2 separate regions of the Danio rerio genome follow, and region 2 is linked to region 1. A link is a contact called in public Micro-C data. All regions are on one chromosome and are shown on one strand. The core of a region is the stretch at or near the end of the contact, and the rest is flanking DNA. Distances in the headings are between cores, read along the strand shown.

The links. A called contact is a pair of places that touch in the nucleus more often than the background predicts.
Region 2: a contact with region 1 is called in a Micro-C map of caudal fin, with 2.7 times the contacts expected there. The contact joins the promoter of pgap2 here to the enhancer-like site in region 1. A contact is called at or near these places in 2 of 18 Hi-C or Micro-C datasets (caudal fin and hematopoietic stem cells).

The regions. Positions count from the first base shown.
Region 1 is chr21:33,528,051-33,535,508 of GRCz12tu, forward strand. stim1b (stromal interaction molecule 1b) reads right to left here. Exons shown (of 14, transcript NM_001202541.1): 9 at 3,425-3,602. Among named protein-coding and RNA genes, the nearest start is that of slc6a7, 64 kb to the left of the region's middle. Within about 2 kb of position 4,406, at least 18 of the 62 cell types and tissues checked have an H3K27ac peak or open chromatin away from gene starts, as enhancers often do. A contact at or near this core is called in caudal fin, where this site is marked.
Region 2 is chr21:33,654,968-33,662,425 of GRCz12tu, forward strand. It overlaps pgap2 (post-GPI attachment to proteins 2), which reads right to left and starts at 3,351. Exons shown (of 5, transcript NM_001013544.2): 1 at 2,882-3,351. The coding sequence starts at 3,049. ncbp3 (nuclear cap binding subunit 3) reads right to left here. Exons shown (of 13, transcript NM_200143.1): 13 at 5,006-5,540. The coding sequence ends at 5,242.

The sequences.
Region 1 (7,458 bases), core at 3,156-5,655:
ATCACAGCTCCAATACACATCTCTGCCATTTGCTTACAGTACCTGTGTGCTTTCTTTACCATACACAATCAATCTGCTTGTGATCTTCCTTCATATAGCTTAGTGTCATTTGACAGTTTATGACTTAAGCGTTGTAGTGATGAAATCAACAGAGACATTAGCCCCTTTCACACATACAGACCTTCCCGGAAAATTACTGGCAATTTCCCCGAAAGGTTTTATGTGTGAACAGGCCCTTTTTGAAAATACCGGTAAATTCGTTCTGGCTATTTTTCGGAAAGAGAAGTTGTAACATTATCGGTAATTTGCCGGAATGCTGCGCTGTGTGAATGCAGAAGGAAGATTACCGTAATAAGCGCGTGCACGTCTAGAACGTGCTGACGTGAGACGTCTGCTTTAGCCAATCAGAACAGTCAGACGCATTTACGTCCGCGCGGTTTATGAGAATAAAAGCCTTTGAATATTTTCTAAGACGCATTTAGCTGCTAGAAGTTAGTCAGGTCATGTTTATATGTTCTTCTTAATGCCAACTGTGTAAATAATCATCAATAAAATACTTATGATAAGCCGCTGTTTGTTTACCTTCAAGCTTTGCGTGTGCCTGTGAAACAGCCTGTGAGCGCCTGCACACACATATTATGAGCATCTCGACATGCGAAAGTGATCCTCCATATATTTTCATCGAAGTTGTTCAGAATACTGATCATCCACAGAGTTTGTAATGTAGTCAAATGTTTACAAATACAAGCGCAGCCGTTTTAAGCTCATTTGTGATGAATGATGTCAGAATTAACCGGTATTTTGGAATGAATGTGTGAACGGTCTTTTCTGGAAAAAATCCGTAACGTCCTCGCCTGTGTGAACAGCGCTTTTTTGAATATACCGGTAAAGTCGTTCCGGAAATTTTCCAGATATTTACCGGTATCACTGTGTGAAAGGGGCTATTGATTAATTGTATTTCAATATACAATATATTTACTAATGCTGAAAGCATGTTAATGTTCTTCTCCCCCACTTTATCTCCTTAACTTTGCTCTCATGTTCAGCTGGTTTTGGGGGTTGGCTTTCACTCATGTTTGACAATGCTTTGCTCAGGGTATAATAAGGAAAGGTAACTGTTGATCTGGTAGAATGGCTTTTACTCTGCGTCTCCCGCACACCGCTGTGTAGCCTCATATGCTAACAAAGGCAGTTTCACTGTCTTTGTTGCTCAGCTGTGTATATGTTACAGCTAAATTTCTTAACGCAGCTTGTTAGTTTGTTTCATTCAATTGTCTGTATATTTAAACATATAACTTCATAAACATCTTTGCCTGCTTTAAAGCATTGAGATTCTTTCTCTTTATCAATGATGATAACAACTTTAATGGATCAGATCAATTACAATGGAGACAGATAAATAATTGATTTAAACATGCCATCCTTCAACTGCTTTCTGTTTCCGATTATTGGTTCAGAATAGCAGCGTAATCTTCAAGCCTTACATCAGTAACTGTTACACAGTTTGTATGGACCAGTTTCTACTTCCTCCAGATCCAGTAAGTGTTTCTCCTTCCAACACAAGCTGTAAGTGTGATTAAAATGGTTGCCTCGGTTTCTGTAGTTATAAGAAACCAAAACATGTATTTAATTGTATGTTGTTAGTTGTAATTGCACCACGTGGCTTGTAATCAGGATGGGCCTTTCTCTCTGTCTTGCACTAAACCCAGTTGACCAATCACAACAGATTTTGCCATCGGACCGATCAGCACGGACCAATTAGCATCACGCAAGGGAGGGGTTTGGGAACAAATAATCGTGAATCATATGGGAGTTGTTGGGATAATTAGGTAAAAATAAATATATATAATATAAGACAATAAAAGTGTTTTTTTTACCCTGCATGCAGATCAAACTGTTGTTGGAGACCCTTTAAACCAATAAATGACCTTTTATAATAATATAACATATTTGAGGAAGTGCTAAAATGTTTTAGAAAGTATTAGCTTATCTATCTAAATACCCTGCATATGCAGTCCCCTTGTGTTTTTCTTCTAGACACAGAAACTTCAAAAAAGGCCTATTTGATTTTTCTCTGCTCTATTAAATTACTCATATGACAATGTTTGTAATATAACGTCTAATGCCAATTATTACATTAACATTATTTACTAAAATTTATGATGACGCAGAGAAGAGAAAGTTTTTTCATTTTTATTATTCTCTTTTCTTTTAATTAATTAATAAGTTTTTTTTTACCTGCCATTTTTTTTCCATTTTTTTTTTATTACAATATTGTCCCAAAACTCTATTTAACTGTTTCCAGGTAAGCAATTGTTTTTCACAGAAGTTACTTAGGAAATCCTTAGAGAGATTTCCTAAATTTTACAATTGACCTATTAGTAAGTTTAGGCCAGGTCTCAGACATCTTTAGGTTGACATTTTTATTTATTTTATACTATTTCCTAAACACAAACAAATCATCTTAACATCTAGAAGATCAACAAGAATGCATACATTTGTTTTCAGGTCAAAGTCAAGTCAAAAAACAATTTGTGATAAAAGCTATAAAATTTCAATAGTTCTGTAGAAACACTGCCTTAAGTAAGTTAGACAGGCAGTATTAACATTAGCTAAAGACAAAAAAGATCTAAACTAAAAAAATTATTTTGTCATCTACCAGATTTATTTGTAATTTTGTTATATAGCTCTCTATGGCATATTTAATTCCCACTTGAATACTCAAGAGGTGGTATTTCTTTCTTTAAAACAGCCCTGAGCAACTGTTTGTTCAGGTTTGTGTCAGTAACTAAAGGAGGTGGGGCTTACCAATCAATAGAGGTCAATTTATAGTGTAAACATGCCTAATCTGCATGTCTGAAATACATTTAGAGTTTCTTTCTTCTGTTGAACACAAAACATTTTTGAAGAAAGCTAAAACATATTGTAACCATTGATTTCCATAGTGTTTGTTCCTTTGTCAATGGTTACAGGTATCCAGCTTTCTTCACAATATCTTCTTTGGTGTTTGGTGTCAGAATAGTGTTCAACAGAATGTCATCTCCTGCTGCCATATTTTTTTGTTACTTTATCTCCTTGTCTTTTACATATTTTATGTATGTATGTATGTGTGTATGTGTGTGTGTGTGTGTGTATGTATGAATATGTGTATGTGTGTATTTTGTGTTATTATGCTTTGTTTCTATTTTTAGTTGTGACTTTTGAACATTCTGTCAAGAGTCTACAGATGAAAAATAGCCATACTTAGCTAATTCTGGCCCATTTTGCAGTAATGGTTATTGTGGACTGCCCCTGTAAACAAATAACCTAAACTAAAAAGAAAGAAACTTCTAAAGGTTTGAAACCACTTGAATGCCAGTAAATCGTAAATAAATGAGAGAACGATTTGGGAGAACGATGTCTTTAAGTACTTGTGGTGCTGTACCTGATCCAGCTCCTGCTCTGCATATTTCCGTCTGCTCAGCTCGTTCTCCGTTCCTTCACGCAGCTCTCGGAGTCTCTGCGCCTCCTCCTTGGCTGCTTCAATCTCGCTCCGCATCTCTCGCTCCAGGTTCACCTTCTCTTCCTCCACCGTGTGATGCTCCTCCTGTGCAATCTGCAGCCTGAACACAAACACATGATCAATCTATAGATCAATGGTCTCAAACTCAATTCCTCGAAGGCTGCAGCTCTGCATAGTTTAGCTCCAACCACAATGTCTCTAGTAGTCTAGAACACCTTGATTAGTTGGATCAGCTGTGTTTGATTAGGGTTGGAGCAAAACTGTGCAGAGCTGTGGCTCTCCAGGAATCTAGTTTGAGACCTACAGTATGCTCTAGATCAGGGGTTTCCAAACTTTTCAATTCATGACCCCCAAAAATAACCATGCCAGTGGCTCGCAACCCCCAATATCGTCTGAGGTGGTTATAAAGATATAAACCTTGCACACAATGGTGCACACATGCCAATAGGCCCAAGTCTATTCATGGATTAATGTTGGAGAACGCCACTCGAAGGCCATTCTCCATGTTTAGTATTAGCCTGAATTTATTTTTAATATACATGAGTGCCGTAAGGAGGTCAGAAAGTTTAACCTAGTGCCATAAAAGCAATCTGTTGCATCTGACACTATTGCTTTGTCTTTAATATAACGTTATCACCCCTGGGGTCGAAAGGCTGATGGCTTTTTATTTGCTTTATGTAACTATTATTTTTTTTTTCTACTGTAGGTTAAGTCTACTAGTTTAAATAAAATGAATTTAATTTTTGGAAATTACCAAGCGACCCTCGCTCCTTGTCCCATAACCTCACGGGAGGTCCCGACCCTTACATTGGGAAACACTGCTTTGGATGAACCACTGTTCACTTCTTGCTAAACCTGGTGAATGCAGTACCACCTACTTACCTGCAGGTGGCGTACCGCATAAATGAGTGAGAATTAAAAGGCAACTGGGTCTGCAAGATTCAACCACACCTCTTCCTTCTCCGAACAAGATGTGGCCTGTTCGGTGTGGTAATTCTGTATTAAAACGTCCTTACAGTGTTACAGGGAAATTCATCCTCCACACTGGAAGATCCAGACGGCTAAATTTAGCTGCGTTCATGTGACTAAAATGATCCACTTTCAAGTCTTGGAGTATCTGATTCAATTTAAAATAATTGAAATCATCTTATCTGGGATATATTCATACAGTGTTGTCTTCTCTAGACTTTCAGCCGATTGCTTTTGTCCTTTATTAGTCAAAGAGAAAGGAGAAATAACAGGGGGTGGAAGGATAATAAGAGGAGTGGGTTATAAAGGCTTCTCTCATGCTGATGTAGTCCCAGTTCAAACAGGAAGTGAAGTATAAATCAAACTGTCACTGACATGACAGTGGCCAAGAACATTACAAACACTTAATAATTAGGAAGGGGAGCAGTAGATAAATGGAAAAGGAAGAAAATGAACTACAAACAACAGCTACACGAAATTATGAGGAAAGAAACTGGGTAGACAGACATATAAACAGAGACAGACAGATACAGATAGAGACAGAAAGGAGACGGAAAGATAAAGACAAGAGACAGAAGAAAAGAGTAGAGAGAGACAGATGAACAGATGGATGGATGGACAGATAAATAGATAGACAGAAAGATTGTTTTATAAGACAGAAACAAACAATACATACAAATAGAGAGAAAAGGCAGACAAACATATATATATATATATATATATATATATATATATATATATATATATATATATATATATATATATATATAGACAGACAGAAGCAACATGTGGACAGACAGAGAGACAAAAAGAAAGCTTGACAGAGACAGAAAGATATAGACAGGCTAGAAGATAGATAGACATTTATATATAGACAAGAGATAGAGGAAATGTGTAGACAGAAAGACAGAAGGATGAACAGATATCTAGATAAACAGACAAGGATAGTTTGGACAGAAACAGACAGACAGACAGATGGAAGGACAGACGGATGGATGGATGGATGGATGGATGGATGGATGGATGGATGGATGGATGGATGGATGGGTGGATGGATGGATGAATAGACACATGGACAGATATATAAATAGACAGAAAGATGTTTTGATAAAGACAGACAGACAGAGACGGACGGACAGATAGGCAGGCAGACAGACAGTCAAACAGACAGGTAGGCAGATAGATAGACAGATAGACAGATTGATGGACGGACGGATGAATGAATAGATAGATAGACAGACAGACAGACAGATGGACGGACAGATGGATGGATGGATAAATGGATGGATGGATGGATGGATAGGCAGGCAGACAGAGATGGACGAACAAACAGATAGGCAGGCAGGCAGACAGACAGACAGACAAACAGACAAGTAGGCAGATAGATAGACAGATAGACAGATAAACAGACGGACGGATGGATGAATGAATGGATGGATGGATAGGCAGACAGACAGACAGACAGACAGACAGACAGATAGATAGATAGATAGATAGATAGATAGATAGACAGACTCAAAGCGAGACAGATAGATATAAGCACCACTTGTATTAAACTGGACTGCGTGATGTGGATCAAAGTGTAAACGAGGTGTCCTGACCTCTGTTCCAAAGGGGATTTAGAGTGAAGGACAGGACAGAAATGCCACACACACATACACACAGATCAATGTGTTGCGCCGTAACACCGGCCATACTTGCACAGTGACTTAATCACACCGCACTCAACAAACATTCCTCCGCCACAGCTTTTCCTCCAACAAACTAATACACCGATCTACATCCTTCTTCCTTATAAGGCCATTGCTTTAAATTAATGCACCGTAAAGAAAGGAAGTTTGAATCATGAGCTTCTCCGAGACCTGTGACCTCTGAAAAAAGACAGAGACGGGTTTTCTGTTCTGCCTCGGCGCAGCGGGCGCCAGCTGAACTGAGCGTGCAGCGAGATAGTGTGACTGTCTGAAGCTGGGATTCAGCAACAGTGCTGCCCGTCCTTTTGCCATTTAAGGACTTTCAAGGGATGCTTGCATCACCCTGCTAGAGTCTTTTGACCTGAACAGACAAAGATAGTAGGAAATAAAAAACAACACTTCTACTGGACACACAAGTTCCTGGTTTGGGTTTTTAAATAAGGCACTGTTGGATTTGAAGTTACCTTGAGTGTTTCAGTATATCATGAAAGTGCTACTTCAATGGAAAAGAGTTAAGGGGAGTTTACCCAAACATCAAAATTCTGTTATTAAGTACTCACACTCACGTCGTTCTAAACCATTGATACCTGCAAAACGAAGGACTTTATTTTACAGTTCCTTCTTGTCAGTATAGGGCATGTGTTGCTGTATTGGAAATAAAGTACAGGCTCCTCTGAAGTAATATTTCAGAGGCTCAAGTGAGCATGACATGAATAACGAGTGCAAAGCACACCCTTTACTGACACCGAGGAGAAGAAACTGTTGAGTAAAGTTCTTGTTTTGTTTTACCAGTGCACAAATATTTTCTTGTCACTTGATTATGGTTCAAATGAGCCACTGAAGCATATGATCTTTTTTTTAGGATATTTTTTGTTTGTATATTTCTGGATTTTAACAAACCCAGGCTCATTCTGAAAACGTAGTCCTGTGGACGTTTCTGGAGACAGCGAAATACGCCCCGGAAAGTACTTATGTTTGCAGTTTTTGATTTTGCAAATTTGTGAGAGGCCGCTTATTTTTTGTCTTTTGTCTTTGTCTTTTTTATCATTTGTGCGCCCTTAGGCGTTCTGGTCTAAAAAGGAAGGCGTTCTGAGGCGGACTGCTGGCGCGTTGCTATTTTGAGAAACTATAATAGATTTTTCATTAGACCAAAACTAACCCGGTCTAAACTCCAGCGCAGAGTTGCGCCTCGCTTACACACTGCTTAATACGCACAAGAGAGCAATAGGCAAATATCTTTACATATGAAAAACTTTAAATATTAAGGATATATATAGGATATAATAAGAATAGATA
Region 2 (7,458 bases), core at 2,101-4,600, 130 kb after region 1:
TGCGGCCACACATCGAATCTGAGGTTTGACCTCATCTCTCTCTCTCTGTCAGACATCAAGACGCCACAAGTTAAGTTGCAAAACTGAGGCTTAGTGCTGCTGACAGGTGGAAAAGCTAAAGCCTTTGCGAAATTTGTCAAAATACAGCACTGAAATTAACAGGCATAAATGTCTTTGAGCCAAAAAAAGACTATTTGTAGGATATCTGTCAAAACACAATTGAAGCCAATGTTATGTAGGAGTTGTGTAGCCTATTAATGATATTAATTCTAATAAAAAGAAAACCAAAATAAACAATTTATTGCATTTTTCGTTTGATAAAAATATACGTAAACGAAAAAAAAAATCAAAGGATGGCTAGTTTTTATTAATGTGTTTTAATATTAATGAAAATATGCTCAGCCTATTTAAACTTAACAGATATATACGTCGCTAATAGACAAGCCATTCAAAATATTATTTTATTGTGTACTGGGTAATGTATATGTTACAAATAAAACTAAACGTAGCATGTCTCGCTGTGATTTAAAACATACAATTCATAACACACCAGAGCTGTAGACCTACAGTCTATGCAGTGTGTTAACAGGCCGGTGTTGGTCATAGTCTTACTGCGCACCAAACTGATCTGATCTGAGGGAGATTATGTTACTCGATAGACAACATTAACTTGAGAGATTTTAAAAATAAAAGGTATTTTTAAAAAGGAACAACACGCAAATCGGCAACAAATAAAACTAAAAATAAAACGTCTTGCTGTGTGTATTCCGCCACTGAGTAGTGTACAATGCTCTTATGCAGCTCCTGTCAACTGCCGCTTGTGAGAGAGAGCTCAAAGCTGGAATCAATATAACCAAAAAAGCAAGATCATATACTTATAAACATTCCATAACAATACTTATCGAAATATTTATACATTTACATGTTGTTTATTGAGATTGTGTGATCTGTAGGCTGTCTGATCTTTGCAGAAGCTGTAAACGGACACATGTGCGGTGATGTTTAGCTCTGACGAGGCACTTTTATTTAGCCTGTAGTCTTTAAATTGTTTTACATAATGTTCAATTTCTTAACATTTCTTTTTTTATTTAGTTTATATATAAAATGAGTGCTAGCTTGTTTAGTTTTGATCATTATGCAAGGATCACATTTCATATTCGGTTTATTCTTCAATAGCCTATAGGTTTGTTAATGTGTTCATAAACGGAAAGTTCATGAGGACTAAGCTATTATTATATAATACGTTAGGTTTTTATGGTTGTTATTTGTTTGATTCCAACTTCCACAGTTTTTTCAGCCTATAGCATTGTTGTGTTTTTTCGTTATGTTAATAAAAGTTATGTGTTTAATAACAGTGATTTTTTTTGTAGTTTCCTCTTGTCCATTCAAACAATTGACGCCGAATTGGCAATTCCTGCAAAACTGAAAATATTATACGCACGCATTCATAAGCTATTTAAAAGCAGGAAAAAGAGAAAAAGAGGAAATTCCCACTCCGACTGTGATAACGGTATAACCGGTCTTGTCACATGTCGATTAACCGGTGGGGAAACTTCCTCATCGTCACAACCCTACGAGCTGTATTACCACATCAACTATAACATTATTACAACAAATTCATTCAAGTACTTTACAACAGTATGGTTCAGAAACACTATTTAGGCCCGTTGCCAGGGGTGGTTTCTGGTGGTTAAGACCCACACCTCTTTGACAAAGGTCCAGAATTTGTCCCACACATGAGCTCATTTGTCCTATTTTGCCATCATAAATTGTGGAAATATGTTATTGAAGAAGGCTTTAAGACTGAGAAGAAACTGACGAAAGTGAAGTTATCTTTCACTACTGACCTAATGTGTTGTTAAATAGTAAAAACATTTTACAAGTAACTTTTATTCTAAATCTTAGACCTTAGTCTTCAAAGACAAAAAACGATCATTAAAAACTTTAATTCTGAAGATTATAAAATTACATTTTAACACTAATTAGGCTATTGTTGTTTTCCATGAATTTTCAAATGTACATTTTACAAGAGAGGCTAGAAAAATCAGGAAGCTCCACATATTATTCTTTAGGGCTGGGATGATAAACGATATTATATCGAATCGTGAAAATTTATGTCAATAACAACATTAAGCTCTGGACTTTTCTTACTCTATAATAATCAAGGAGCCCATCACACAGAAGAAATGTAAAAACAATGGGAAAAGCGTGCTGATATTAGAGATGCACCGAATTTTCCACCACCGAAAATGTATCGGTCGAAAACATGTTATGGCATTTATTATTCGAGTGGACAAATTCTGACGGGAAAGTTGAATGTGATGGCCAGTTTGTTATTTGCCCAATAAACGACAATCTCTTTTACTTAATTTACAAAACAATTTACCCAAAGCCGTAACATTCAATTTTCCCATCTAATGATATATGATGGGATAAATTTGTATTTTAACAATAACACAATCAAATTTTTTTTTTTACACTTTTTTATTCTAAATCTTTAGGAAATATTTTGGTACATTAAAAATAAAAAGTGGGATAATGCTGACCACTCGACAAGCGAGTGCAGATAAAAAGAGTGCTTTAAACGTCATTAAAAGTATTTAAGCAGTATTTAAACCTCATAGTTGGGGCAAAAAAAAAAAAAAAAGAACCACGCCAGACAGGCTACGGGTTGATTTTGTATTCGCACATTAAGACTTTCTGCTCAATAATATAGTTTCAGAATAGTATGCTAAGCAAATTCTAAATATGGAAATCATACTAGCAGCCAAACACTCTCAAAGTACAACACTGTTCACTGAATGAATGAATAAATGAATGTGCGAATGCAAAAACAACTTCATCCCAATGTCCAGGGACGTGTGTGTGCCCGTTTTCTCACCTGGCAGTGTGTATATGTGGCATCATTGTAGTGGTAGAGCATCGCCAGCACGATACAGGCGACGAGGCCGAGCAGAGGCAAACACACCGTAATCACCGCTAGCCGGGTGAACGGCACGCGGATCAGAGGCTTGTCTCGATCCACAGAACCGTACGGGACCTGTTGCATCTTCCCTGGACTAATTACATCCCCTGATGTGTCACAAGCGACAGACAGACTCCCTGTAGCCCATGGCTCCAACCTAGTCTCTGAACTAACCTTACATGTCTGACAATTAGCTTAAGTTGAAACTGAAACCGATTTAAAGTCGCTGCTGGTTATCACTGAAGTACTTAGCGTTAACATGCTTTGCGAAATATACTGAAACTTTAAATTTGTGGCGTTGGTTTAACTACAGAGGAGTTCTGGATTAAGCTGCGTTTAATAAACAAGTCGTTAATGTTTTAATTTGGTTAAAATGTCTAAGTTTTCCGACTGGATGTGAATGATTCGTGGAAACATCCGGTCACGCGGAATCTACATTTCAAAATCAAAGTCCTCGTGGTGTTTTTAAAAGGGATCGTTCGCCCCAAAATGATTTTTTTTCATTCAACCTGTTTTTCTTTTGTTAAACACGAAAAATATATATTATGAAGAATGTTAGAAAGGAGTACCCAATGTAGTTTTTCCATAATCCTATTTTAATGCACATTTTTAAATTTAGCATCAGATGTGTGATTGATATGCCCAAAAACAACCTTAAACTGCAAAAAAGTTGTTATGCCTGCTTTTGGTGATTTTTGGCTTGTACAAACGAAAACAATCAATGTAAATAACTAAACAGAATCGCATTCAAACCAAATAAACATGGCCATAGCTGGCATTAAATCCTATTGTTACTAATTGCAGTAGTGTCTCCATTATGATTGCCTTCAATTATTTAATGTTGGTAACCAAATTACCAAGACTGTCGTCAGCTTCTCAAACATCTTGTTACAAACACAATGGGCTATATGCACACAGACTTTACATTTTCAGCCAGGGAGCCCATAAGGGTTTCTGGTGAACTGTCTTTCCATTACAAAATTGTGAAGTTTAAGATCTGATTTCTTTAAAAATTAGTGCTCTTCATTGCCTATTAGATATACAAATTAAAGTGGGTCTCAGATCGTACAAGAGGCACTGCATTAAAATCCACTTTCCATGTCTTTAAAATGACAAATTATTTTACCCCAGTATTTTCAATGGAATTTCTGCACTAGCCTGTTGCTGACAGCACTAGTGATTACAACGGTCTTTCATCTCGATTTACACTTGAACAACTAAATGAATGCTAACTGACTGTATTGCAATTACATTACAACAGCGATGCTGTAAAAACAACCTTGTGAAATTGAAAATAGTCACATTCTTGTCTTAGGATAATTTTTAAAAACTGTTTTGATCATCTTCAAATGTTGACTTCTGTATAGTGTAGTCAACATTTGAAGTGGATCAAAATCTTTCATCAAAGTTGTCCTAAAACTAATGAACAATAGGCATTCGTGTCTAAGGACAACTTTGAAAAACTTTTTTGATCCACTTCAAACGTTGATGATCGTATATACACAAAGGTTTTGAAATCATTTAAAAAAATGATGAGAACATTTTTGCGCTAAGTATTTCAGATCATTTCTATTATTTTTTTTTTCAGTAACAATTAACAAAATGTTTGTGTTATTTTAAATAAAGATGTCATATGGTGGAAATACAAATTTCTAGACCCAATCTGATATAAAAAAAAACAACAACTTTTATTCAACATACAATGCTGCTCTTGTATGTTTCACTGACCACATGTATTTAGGGAATGTGAACCATTCATTTGAGGGAGCATTATTACATTGGCTACATTATGTGCTATTCTTTTTCGGGACTGTGTAAGATAAAGCACTGATCCATCCAGGTCCAGTATGTGTGAGTGGATATTATAATGCTTGTAAAAAAACACACCATTATTTTCTTCACATCATCAAATCCACAGTGATAATGATAAAACATGAGTCATGACTGGATTAAAAAAAAAAAGTATTGCTAAAAGGCAATCGGATCACATTGCTTGAATTCATGAGAAATGCTTCACTGTGTATTTGAAATGGGCTCTGATTGTATGTCAAAATATAATTTATTTTCTTTTGAAGGAAAAAAAAAAAACATGACAGCTTCATCCTCTGCCTTTTCTTTGAGAAGTCAAAACAAAACCCTAACCTGCACCTTGGTTTCTGGAGGAAAAGTGTGACGTTTCTAGACTGATGAGAGTTGGGATTTTGGGAATGTTTAAGTTTGGATATCAGGGTCTCTTGGCCCAGTCTATAGATGCCCTCCAACTCTCAGTGAGTGAGTCAGGAGTCGCTGTCGGAGCCGTTGCTGCTGTCTCGACTGATCTCGATCTGCAGCGACGGAAGGTTGTCCAGTCTGCTTTTCTTCATCTTGTTGGACTGCTGCTCTTTCTGCTTGATCATTGCACCCCACATCTTCTGGAGATGAGAGTCGTCCTCTTCATCCTCGTCCTCCACTCCGTCAGAATCTTCATCCTTTCTTCGTCTTATTCCTCTGGAGGAAGATGCTCGTGATGAAGGCTTGTCTTCGTCTCCGCTGCCGCTGTCCTTGTGAGACGGGCCGAGGCGGCTCCACAAACCACCTTAAGATACAAATGTTATGGTTTGTAAATGAGTCATAATGAGTGTTGAGCAATAACATGTTAAGGCTGATTTATACTTCTGCGTCAAGCCCACGCGTATGTTATGGCGCAGCCTACTTAACGACGAATAGCCCTACTCAAAAAATTTAACTACACGTTGCAACAACGCGTAGCGCAAGCTCTGTGATTGGTCGGCTTGGTAGCGCTGATGAGCCTAGGCGGGACAGAGAGCCGCGTGATCGATGCGAGCCCGATAGAGCGATTGTTTACAAGTGTGGAGTCCCGTAAAGGAGCTCTGGGTGGAAGGTTTTTTTTTGTGTTTACCTCATAGTTAAAATTGTTGCACGTCCGCCGCTTCCTGCCTCAAAATAAGCGAGTTTCAGCCACTTGTACATTCAGGAAGCATTCAGAAAAAACAAAACACCAGCGAAGAAACTCGACACTTAGGAATATTAACGACTCACTGCCAACTAGCGTTTTGGAAGTGTTAATGCAGAATAACAGAGACAGAGCGCAGAAGTATAAATGCACAGCTACGCGCGTTGCATGCGCCGTCGGTTACGCCGGTCACTTGACGTAGAAGTATAAACCAGGCTTTACTAGCAATGTGTTACTGTAACGGCATTACTTCTGACAGTAACTAATGCAGTAACGCATTACTTTTTAAATATAGTAACTCTGTTATCGTTAAAATACAATGCGTTTGTCCGTGACTCAATTAATTAATTAATGAATCGTGAATTAATTAATTTTGGCTGCACTCTAGCCTACATCTTTCTGTTTACAGTGACGACACATTGGTGGATGCTAACCAACACTGCAAAGAAGACGCATCGTGTACGAGACACCAGACTTTACAAAAGTAAAGACAAAGCAGAGATACCAGCTGCACGCGAGAGGCAAAGTGTATACGCGAGATAGACCGAATGCAAGCGAGGTAGGCTGACTGTGTGCACAAGAGACTGAGACTATTACCGTTACTATTAATAATACTTATTACTAATACTTCTGTTTGTTGTTACAAATAAATAAGCACAGGTGGTATCTGTATTACAAAATTGATTATTAGAGACAGAGACACAGTTCGGTTACATTTCAGAACGTGTTATTAAAATGTATAACGTTGTATTGCTCAGAAACAATTCTGTGATTTTTTAAATTGTTTTACACATTTTTATAGCAGTTACACAACAGCAGATTTTGCTTTGACATACTACATTTTATTTGTGGTTAGTTTAAAAATTGCCGATAGATTTCATTTTTGAGCAGCTGTTATGTTATTGTTTTGTTTAAAATGCATAACATTTATGGACGTCTATAATAGTACTTTCACCAAATTGATTCTGAATGATAATTCAGATTACTTTTATTTATTATTTCGTTATTAAGGTTGTTGTGCCTGTTGTATATTGTCGCTATTTTCATACTCAAGCTTTGAAGGAACGTTTAAGGGTTAAATACAAACATTTATGATGCGGATGTAACTTTAGTCTTTGCTTTTTTGTTTTGAAATATATGCTTCAGCTGGTTTATAATCTTGTGATATTTTATTTTTGTGCTGCTGGTCTGACTTCAATAAATCAGTGTTTAAAAATTACTTTTTATTTAAGTTTGTCTTGTGTTTTAGTTGTAGGAATGCAGATTAATTAAAATTGTAAAGCTGATCAACAGTGTATTCTCTATGCAGAACTGCAGTGACGTTATGAGGGCATTAATGGAAGCATTACAAATGTTCTTTGGAAAAGTATCTCAAAAATTACCATTAAGAGTAATGCATTTATTTTTTTGGTGTAAGTAATCAATAAAGTAAATACTTTTTGAATAAAGTAACAAGTAACTGTAACTAGTTACTATTTTTCAGTAACTGGTCATAAACAAACACTTGATAACTTAAGTCCTAACTTTCAACAAACAAACT